3 separate regions of the Sus scrofa genome follow, and regions 2 and 3 are each linked to region 1. The links are chromatin contacts, called in public Hi-C maps. All regions are on one chromosome and are shown on one strand. Each heading gives the region's core, a stretch centred on a gene start, on an enhancer-like site or on the middle of the called end of the contact. The rest is flanking DNA. Distances are from core to core; before and after follow the strand shown. Region 1 holds the start of RAB3GAP2 (rab3 GTPase-activating protein non-catalytic subunit). Region 2 holds the start of MARC1 (mitochondrial amidoxime-reducing component 1). Region 3 holds the start of MARC2 (a long non-coding RNA gene).

The links. A called contact is a pair of places that touch in the nucleus more often than the background predicts.
Region 2: a contact with region 1 is called in a Hi-C map of undifferentiated spermatogonia, with 2.3 times the contacts expected there. The contact joins the promoter of MARC1 here to the promoter of RAB3GAP2 in region 1. A contact is called at or near these places in 1 of 5 promoter capture datasets (fetal skeletal muscle), 10 of 47 Hi-C or Micro-C datasets (embryonic fibroblasts, fibroblasts, liver and 4 more) and 1 of 2 datasets of contacts at active chromatin or transcription factors (skeletal muscle).
Region 3: a contact with region 1 is called in a Hi-C map of skeletal muscle, with 5 times the contacts expected there. The contact joins the promoter of MARC2 here to the promoter of RAB3GAP2 in region 1. A contact is called at or near these places in 2 of 5 promoter capture datasets (fetal skeletal muscle and liver) and 3 of 47 Hi-C or Micro-C datasets (embryonic fibroblasts and skeletal muscle).

The regions. Positions count from the first base shown.
Region 1 is chr10:9,826,720-9,829,878 of Sscrofa11.1, forward strand. RAB3GAP2 (rab3 GTPase-activating protein non-catalytic subunit) reads right to left here and starts at 1,611. Exons shown (of 35, transcript XR_002336185.1): 1 at 1,328-1,611.
Region 2 is chr10:10,189,344-10,192,502 of Sscrofa11.1, forward strand. It overlaps MARC1 (mitochondrial amidoxime-reducing component 1), which reads left to right and starts at 1,418. Exons shown (of 9, transcript XR_002336192.1): 1 at 1,418-1,974. The region is part of intron 5 of MARC2 (a long non-coding RNA gene); the gene reads left to right.
Region 3 is chr10:10,155,193-10,158,351 of Sscrofa11.1, forward strand. MARC2 (a long non-coding RNA gene) reads left to right here and starts at 1,540. Exons shown (of 6, transcript XR_002336195.1): 1 at 1,540-1,874.

The sequences.
Region 1 (3,159 bases), core at 361-2,860:
TCCCACTCCTGCAAGGCTTCCCATGATCAAGCTCCTTGCTACCTTTACAGCTCATCTTCCCTCCCCTCTCTTTTCCTGGCATCCTCTTTCTCAGTCATTCCGCCTGCCTGAGCTCTCTAAATATCATGCCATTTCAGGCCTTCCTTCCTTTGCTCAGCAAACGCCGCTGCTTCTCCCTGTTCATCTAATTCCTACTTCAATGGCTTCTAGGGAGGCTTAAGTACCACCACTTAAAGTATCCCTAGTGCCATCTGTGCATCTCAATCACACTGTACTGTACAAGCTCACGCACTTGTCTCCGTCAACCATAAGGGCCGAGACAACAGAGTCTATCAACCTTATTTGATTTGCAGCACTGCTGACTGGCACACAGGAAATACTCCTAAACAGGTCTGATTTGATGCCTTCTAAATTTAAAAAAGGAAAGGAGCTTATGTAGTGGAACTTTTATCACCCTTCCAGTAGAGCACAAAGTAACAGCACTCTACTACAAAGCCAAATGTGCTTCGGACAAATGGCTTTTACTACAAAGCCACGTGAATGGAAATACAAAGAAATCAAACAGAAAACACACACCCTTTTCAACAGCAGAAATGTACGAAGTTCTTTAGAACCACGCAGCCGCTAATAAACCAGACTTGCGCTTTTATACTACGTGGGCAAGTCGCACTGTTTGATGATAATAACAGGTTGGAAAGCTTCTCATCTCAAGAAAGCAAATTATTAACGTCTCATGGCCACGCTACTGTAATTTCAGGCCCGATGTGGGTTCCCACCTCCTGACAGGTCCGTGTCCTTACGTAGGAGACGCCTACGCATCACCTTAGGAGTCCCTCACCTGTCAATCACTCGTTCTCTAAATCTGAACCGGAGGAAAGCTGACGGAAGAAGGCAGAGTGCGGGCGATGGTAAACACTTTGGGAAAGGGCGGCAGCGGAAGGCCACGGTCCCAGGCAAGGACGAGCGCGGAGGGTGAGGCAAAGCCAGGCCAGAGCGCTGACAGCTGGCGAGGAACCGGGAGGAAGACGCGACCTCGGAGCTGGGCGCCGGGGCTGGAGCCACGCGAGGCGGAGGAGACACGCGGGAGAGCGGGGGTGGGGAGAGCGCTCGGCCGGGACCAGAGGAGGCGAGACGCAGGGTCCGGCCAGAGGGCGGGGCGGTTCCGGCGCGAGGCCGACGGCGCCGACGCAGGCAGCGCGGACGCGGCCCCAGGGCGAGGAGGGCAGGGGATCCGCGAGGGGAGCTAGGAGCCGGGGGCCGGAGTCGCGCAGTTGGGGGGAGACTGGACCCCGCGATCAGGGCGTGCGGGGGCGGCGGGGGCACTTACTGGGGTCCCTCTTCAAGGCGCCGCTGGGGGTCTCCTCCCGCAGATGAGGGAAGAGGAAGTCCCGGGCGGCCTGGAGGTCCTGGAAGTAGCAGAACTGGACGATGGAGCAGGCCATGGCTCCGGGGACCCCCGATCGGGCATCCAGCTGGCCTCGCCACCCCTGCCCCCGCCACCCCGCGGCCACCGCCGCCGCCGCCGCCGCCTCCGCGGAGCCGGGAAAGCAGGAGCCGCGCGGGGGCGGGGACACCAGGCCGGAAGCCGTCAGCGCCCGCGGGGCCGCCGTCCGAGCGCTGCGCATGCGCGGGCGGCCCGCGTGACGTGACCGACGGCGGCGTCGACGTGGAGGATGGGGCTGGTTCTGGTCCCAGTCCTGCGGCTGCACCGGGGGATGAAACGTCTTCTTTCTTGTGGCTTTTAGCCAGAGATGATCTAATTGGACGCCGGCCCTCGAGTCATTTAACCAGTCTCCTGGACCTGCCACAATTGGCAGGATCCTGATGGTTGAGCGGATAGTCCCTGTTAAGCCTGCGGCAGGCCAGTTGAGGACGGTATCATGCAAGTATCTGAGTTTGAAAGATATTTCTTCTGGCCATCAGCCCCATCAAGGCTACTTTAAATGCCCTGCCTATAAATTCTCATCGTTCTACGTACGCCTAATATAATGCGTGTTGTGCTGAATTATATTTAGGTTTTCGGCATCCACTTGCTTTTACATTCATTCATTCATGCATTCAACACATTCATTACTCTCTTTTCAATGTCAGCCACGCAAGGCACTGAGTATAAAGCAGGGAACAAAAGAAATAAAATGTTTGTTCCCGTGGACCTCAAAATTCTAGTGGCTGACACAGTTAGTAACCAATGTAATTGAAGTTGTAATAGTGCTAGGAGGAAAAGAGAGTTAAAAAGTACTATGAAAGAACAGATCAGTAGAGTTCCCGTCGTGGCGCAGTGGTTAAGGAATCCGACTAGGAACCATGAGGTTTCAGGTTGGATCCCTGGCCTTGCTCAGTGGGTTAAGGATCCGGCGTCGCAAACGCGGTCATATCCCACGTTGCTGTGGCTCTGGCGTAGGCCAGCGGCTACAGCTCCGATTCAGCCCCTAGCCTGGGAACCTCCATATGCCGTGGGAGCGGCCCTAGAAAAGGCAAAAAGACAAAACCGAACAGTGGACTTTACCTTGTTTTTTCTTTTTCGTTCTGTTTCGCTGAAGCGGAGGTGGAGGGTTGTCAGGATCAGGAAGCAGACTTGATTGTAAACTGCTGAAGGCTGTGATGTCATTAAATTGCGCATTATATCCACCGTGTCTAGCGAGGAACCTGGAACACTGTGCTCAATAAATATTTGTTGGAGGAGTAAATGGAATGTGTATATAAAGTAAATACAATAACTCCATGCTTTTCCAAAGCACTTCCATGTTCATTAAAGTACTTTCCCACATATTCAATTAGATAGTCACAATGCCATCTTGGAAAAGTGTCTTTTCTCAGTTTTTTAGTGAAGGAATTTATCTGTGTGTCTGAGAAGACGCAAAGTCCATTTAAATAATTTTTTCTAGAGAAAAAGAATGTACATATATATGACTGGATCACTTTGCTGTACAGTAGAAAATTGACAGAAGACTGTAAACCAACTATAATGGAAAAATAAAAATCATTTAAAAAAAATAAAATAGGAGTTCCCATTGTGGCTCAGTGCTATCTAACCCGCCTAGCATCCTTGAGGACGTGGGTTCGATCCCTGGCCTGCTCAGTGGGTTAAGTAAGGATCTGGCACTGCCATGAGCTGTGGTGTAGGTTGCAGACACAGCTCAGACCCAGCACTTCTGTGGC
Region 2 (3,159 bases), core at 168-2,667, 360 kb after region 1:
CAGCAACACAGGATCTGAGCTGAGTCTGTGACCTACACCATAGCTCACGGCAATGCCGGATCCTCAACCCACTAAGCGAGGCCAGGGATCGAACCTGCTTCCTCGTGGATCCTAGTTGATTTCATTACTCGAGCCAAACAGGGACTCCAGGGGGAAGGCGGATTCATCCAAGCCGCTACTTCTCCCCTTGTTCTGGGAGGAGATCGTTGACAAGCCTCAGTGGTGGACTCTGAACCCAGTTCCTGGATGTCACAGGAGTGGGGGAGGGGGGCGTCCCTGGAGTGAGAAGAGAAAAGATAGGACAGACATACTCTGTTTAGGGAGCAATGTTTAGGCTGAGGGACAACATCCAAGGACAGATCTTAGCCCAGTGGGTCCTGAGGGTGGCTGCCTGGGGAAGGTGGATTTGCCAACCTTGGGAGACAGAGACGGTCCCCCTGTAATGTAAGACACCCCCCGCTTGCGTGGGTGATCCACTCGTGGGAACGTACTCACTGCTCTGCATCTACACTTGGAAATGGGCAAGTGGCAAATGTCGTGTTGTGTATATTCCACCGCAATAAAAATCCACTCACTTCTATCCATTTTGCCTCTTGTTCAGCTGATGGCCTTTTCCTTGCCCTGCGTTTGACGTTCTATTTGTATTTTTTGGTTGGTTGTTTTCTTTTTAGGGCAGAACCTGCAGCATATGGAGGCTCCCAGGCTAGGGGTCAAATCCGAGCTGTAGCTGCTGGCCTACACCACAGCTGCAGCAACTCGGGATCCTAGCCGAGTGTGCGACCTACACCACAGCTCATGGCAACGGCAGATCGTTAACCCATTGAGTGAGGCCAGGGATCGAACCCAAAACCTCATGGTTCCTAGTCGGATTCATTAACCACTGAACCACAACAGGAACTCCCGATGGCTTGATTTTTGAAGTGACAGGTGTCTGAAGTCAGTGCCTTACAAGTAGGATGGGTGACATTTCCTGCTGCCGGGAAGAAGCCTTAGGACCTTGTGCCAATGCTTCTTTCCCAGGGCAGTTCCTGGAAAATGAAGCCGGTACTCGGAGGCTTTGTGCCCAGAGGACCTAGAGGAGTCCCGCTGGTGCCCTGAGCTGCAGGCTGCTGCCCTGGCACCACGGGGACAGCCGGCTCCTTCCCCGCTCTCCTCAACTTGCAGGTCCTGAGGTCCTGGTCGCAGGCCTTTGCTCTCAGAGTCCCACTGGCCAGAAGCTCCCACGCCCCAGCTGGCAGAGGGGGAGGGTGACTGACAGCCGCTGGTGCCCCCCCCCCTCTCCGCACTGTCCCCAAGACGTGGGTCTGCCTGCTGCCAGATTTCTAATATAGCAAAATTACATTTTGTCCTGCAAAGTTTTTTTTGTTTGTTTATTTTAGGTTATTATTTAACCTACGAATAAGTAAATAAATAAAACGGTCGTTAGTAGCGGTCCCCGGGAGGGCACCTAGTTCTGCAGCGTCAGGGCGGAGGAAGGGGAGGAAGCCGGGACGTAGACCGCGTGGAAGCTGAGCCCCCGCCTCTCCCCCTCGGCAGCCCCGGGGCCACTCTCCCGAGGAGGACGCCATACTCTGACCCGCCCGGAACCGCTTCAGGAGCGGCCCTTCCTCTGGACTCGCGGCCCCGCTGCGGCAGGCGCGTCCCCGTGGGCCCTGCGCGAGTCCCCGCCGCGCCCGCGCTCGCCGGGGTCATGGGCGCCGCCGGCTCGTCCCCGCTGGTCCGCCTCCGCCTCCGCCTCCCCGCGCTACTTCGGCCCGGGCTCGGGCTCGCCGCGCTGGGACTGGCCGCGGCGGCGCTGGGGGCCGTCGCCTGGAGCCGCGCGCGGCCCAGGCGGCGGCGGCGGCGCCGGCGGCTGCAGCAGGTGGGCACCGTGTCGCAGCTCTGGATCTACCCGGTCAAGTCGTGCAAGGGGGTGCCGGTGAGCGAGGCCGAGTGCACCGCCCTGGGGCTGCGCCGCGGGCACCTGCGGGACAGGTAGGGCCCCGGGGGGTGGGCTCGGAACGCGGCGGGTGGGGGCCGGCTGGGTTCTGGGTCGGATCCTTCCCCAGCCGGGAAAGTGGGAGCTGAGGCGGGGAGGGGGCAGGGGCGAAGGAAAGGCGGAGGGAGGGCGCTCGCCTCCGACAGCAGACGCAGGGGCCCAGGCCTCTTTCCGGGGGCGGCTGGCCTTCCGCCTCCCACCGGCTCTTTCAGAGCCTGCGCTCAGGAGGAGCTGCGACAGGGGTCTCGGTCCTCAGGGGGCTGCCAGGGCGCAAGCAAGTTTCGCCACTGTCTAGCGGAAGCGGCAAGCTTCGCAGGATTGATGCCTCCACTTTGTTTTTCGTGATTGTCTCTTAATGTGGGGAAACTTGGAGCCGCGGAGCTAAGCCTTCAAAGCGAGCACCGCGGTGGAGCCCAAGCTTCGTGCCGCTTGAAACGTGCTATTGCATATTTTATTTTACCCAGTTCTTCCATGCCCCCTTTTACCGATAAAGTAACTGGTTCGGAGGCACCCAAGAGTGGAATCAGGACTCTTGTTTCGGGAGCACGCTGGTGCTTTGTAAACAGTGGTTTTATCTACGCCCGGCTGGTGCGGTCAGGACCTGTGTGAATTCCTGAGGTTCAGCAAAGATCGCTAAGGCCCGAAGCAAGTAGCCTGGTCCTCTTCTGAGTCTGACTCTAGGCTAGCCCTGGGCCTCATTGTAAGGCTATGCTTCAAACTCCAGACCGGCTCTTAGTTTCTGCAGGTGACACGCTGGACTCATGGGGGCTGTAACTCTTCCCCCTTCCAGAGAGAGGGCAAAGCATAACCTTGCAGGAAGGTGAACTATTTTTCTCATCATACTGTTGGAAAGTGTGGTCAGGAGAAGCCAATAGGAGTTAACCAAGTGGCTCAGCAGTCAAGAACCTGATTACCATCCATGAGGATGCAGGTTCGATCCCTGACCTCACTCAGCGGGTTAGGGATCCAGTATCGCCATGAGCTGTGGTGTAGGTTGCAGATGTGGCTTGGATCCCGTGTTCCTATGGCTGTGGCATAGGCCAACAACTGCAGCTCTGACTGGACCCCTAGCCTGGGAACTTCCACATGCTGTAGGTGCAGCCCTAAAAAGACACACACACACACACACACACACACACACACACACACACACACACACACACACACGAGAGAGAGAGAGA
Region 3 (3,159 bases), core at 290-2,789, 330 kb after region 1:
AGCCTGTCCGGGCGGGAGCTCACATGCGGTGAGGAGGGTGGACTAGAAAGCCTGTCGTGCTGACAGCAGGCTCGTGGGGTCTGGTGTCTGGAGAGGCAAAGGGGGCCCAGTGCAAGTTTCCACACACCTCACTCACAACATACCTCGTTCACCACACACGCCTGAGAAAGGAACCAGGTCTTGGCTGCTGAGCATCATGTGTTCAGTGAAGAGGCAGAGCCCACCGGCCTAAGACTTCAAACAGGCTCTGCTCATGCGGAGATGGATCCTTATCTATATCCATATCTATATATTTTTGGAACCCGGCCAGGGCACATGGAAGGTCTCAGGTGAGGGGTCAAACTCTTGCCACCACAGCGACCTCATGGGATCCTTAACCCACTACCCCACACAGGGGAACTCTCAGTTGCAGGGAGAGTTCAATTTTCGCTTTTCCCAAAGATCTGGATCCCAGCCCTGCCCGCCCTTCTCCTCCCAGCCCAGAGCAGCTTTCTGTAGATGACCAATCAGGACCCAGGGCGATGGCCCACCTCTTGCCTCCTTAAACTCTCCTAGAATGGTGCCACAGGTTAAGGGACAATCCCTGAAAAATAAACAAATGACCTCACACCTTCACTTAGCCAAGAATCCACTTGGTTCACAAAGAATCTGCTTAAATGGAGGGGGAAAGAGATCCCAAGCTGGATTTTCGTTAAAGCAGTAAAAACAGATTTTTCTCGGTGACTACTGAGAAGCAGGGGAAGAACTGAGCTCGGTTTCCAGGAGCCCAGACCTCAGTGGGTCTAAAGGGTGAATGGGGGGGGGGTGTCTGGTGGGAACTGACACGTGGAGAGCAGTGGAGGTGGGGGCGGGCCAGGTGTGCCTGCAGGGGGCCCATCCGCGGAGGCCCGAGACCGGAGGTATGGCAGAGTTGTAGGACACACACACACACGCGGAAGGGACCGCGGGACGGTTCACGGTGGGGAGTAAGTGGGGAGCGGGCCAGGGGCTTGGCTTCAGACGCTGGCAGGAACCATCCCTGCAATCTGGCAGCTTCGAGCTTTCTGGGGCAGAGATTTTAGTGTGTGTGTGTGTGTGTGTGTGTGTGTGTGTGTGTGTGTGTGTGTGCATGGGGCGGGGGGGGGTGTTAGGCGAGGCGGGGGTTATCCTTGCGCCTTGGCCCTACCGGCCAGAAGCCACACTCGAGTTTGTTCAGAGCCCAGAAGCTTCCACGGAGCGGGTTGTGGGCCGAAAGTCGTGCGGTTCTCGGGCGATCTGCCAGTTCCTAACGCTGAAAATCTTCCCTTCTGCCGCCTACAGGCGACTGTCCTGTCCCCTGGGCCCCGTCGCGCAGCCAAGCAGCGGGACAGGGAGAGCGGGTCGGAGAGCGAAAGTGACCTCTCGGGACAAAGGGGCGGCGCGGCCTCTGGCTTTGGGCCTCCTGCTCCCCCGCGGGGGCGCAGGGCACCCCGGCGCCCAGCGCGTCCTGCCACATCGGCGCGCGCAGAAAGGCGGGTCAGGCCGCTGACTGGGCAGCTCGGGCTCCGCCCCCCGCAGCCCCGAGCCCCCGGCGCCCCGCCCGCGCCAGTCGCAGGCTGGTCTGCGCTCCGCGGTCGCCGGGTCATGGGCGCCGTCGGCTCGTCCCCGCTGGTCCGCCTCGGCCTCTCCGCGCCGTCCCGGCCCCGCTGGCTCGGGGTCGCCGCGCTGGGACTGGCCGCGGTGGCGCTGGGGGCCGTCGCCTGGCGCCGCGCGTGGCCTCGGCGGCGCCGGCGGCTGCAGCAGGTGGGCACCGTGGCGAGACTCTGGCTCTACCCGGTCAAGTCGTGCAAGGGGGTGCCGGTGAGCGAGGCCGAGTGCACGGCCCTGGGGCTGCGCTGCGGCCACGTGCGCGACAGGTAGGGCTGAGCCCAGCGCGGGTCCCTGCTGCGGAGGGCTGCGGGGAGGGAGCTGGCACCTGGCCCGGGGAAGGAGAAGGGAGGCCGGCCACCTGGCTTTTCCGGACCGCCTGTTGGATCCTCTGGCTTTGAGCCTGCGGCTGGAAAGATCCAGTTCGCGTCGGGTTCGGGTTTGGGGAGGCAGGGGAGGGGGCAAGCCTCTGGCCCTCCCCGGAGGAGAGCTTCCTTTTCTGTAATAGGACAGATCCGCTCTCCAAGGCTCCTGCTAGTGCTAAACTTTCTGATTTGATAGTATGAGGAGACAAATGTTGTTGGCACTCCCGTGGACAGACGGGAGCAAAGCTGAAGCCAAGTGTTTGTTTTAAAGGGCCACACGTGAGGCATATAGAGGTTCCCAGGTCCCAGGCTAGGGGTCAGATGGGAGCTGCAGCTGTGGGCCTATGTCAAGCCACAGCCACAGCCACAGTGATTAGAGCCATGTCTGGGAGCTACGCCAGAGCTCACTGGCAATGCTGGCTCCTTAACCCACTGAGCTGGGGCCCAGGGCTCGAACCCAGGTCCTCATGGATACTAGTCAGCTTCCTTACCACTAAGCCACAACCAGAACTCCTTGAAGGCAGCTCTCTTGTTCAAGGACATTGGCTGTGACCTTGCTGGGCCTTGCTCCTCACACTTTTCAGTTCTAAGGAAGGTTTTGGGAGCCTCAGGAGGTGGCGGGGCCTGACCCACTTGAAAAGGAAATGAGCAGAGAGAGTGAAGTCTTCTGCTGGGGACAGAAGGTGGCAGGGGGACAGACTGTGCACATAATCCTTTGCCATTAAGGGGACAGTGTGACCCCTGCCCCCTGAGGCAGAGTGGTCTTTGGGTGAGGAGCTCGGTAAAGCCCCACCTAGGTAGGGCCTCGCGAATGGAAATGCCGGCCTCCTCCCTCAGAAAGGAGAGGATGCTTGGTCATTTTCTCCCGAAGGTGAGCCTGCGGACACCTGCTTATGGACACAGAGTTGTGCAGCTGTGCAGCACAACTGGGAAAGGGCTCATGGCAGCAAGGATGCTAAACCCTGGAAAGAGTGATCAAGGGAGAACGGAGCCTCCTTCTCTGTTTCCTGAGGCTTGAGATGCTTGCCTGGCTGGGATGGTTTGGCTGTGGTCCTGTGTCTAATGGGAGGGAGGTTTGCACACCGGTCTTTTGGGGACCCTTTCGGCAGAGGCTGCCTGCCTCCCGGAGTTCACCCCAGGGCACGTGTGGTGGGTCTTCTCTGAAGCTTGCCGTCCTCTGTGGGCTCCC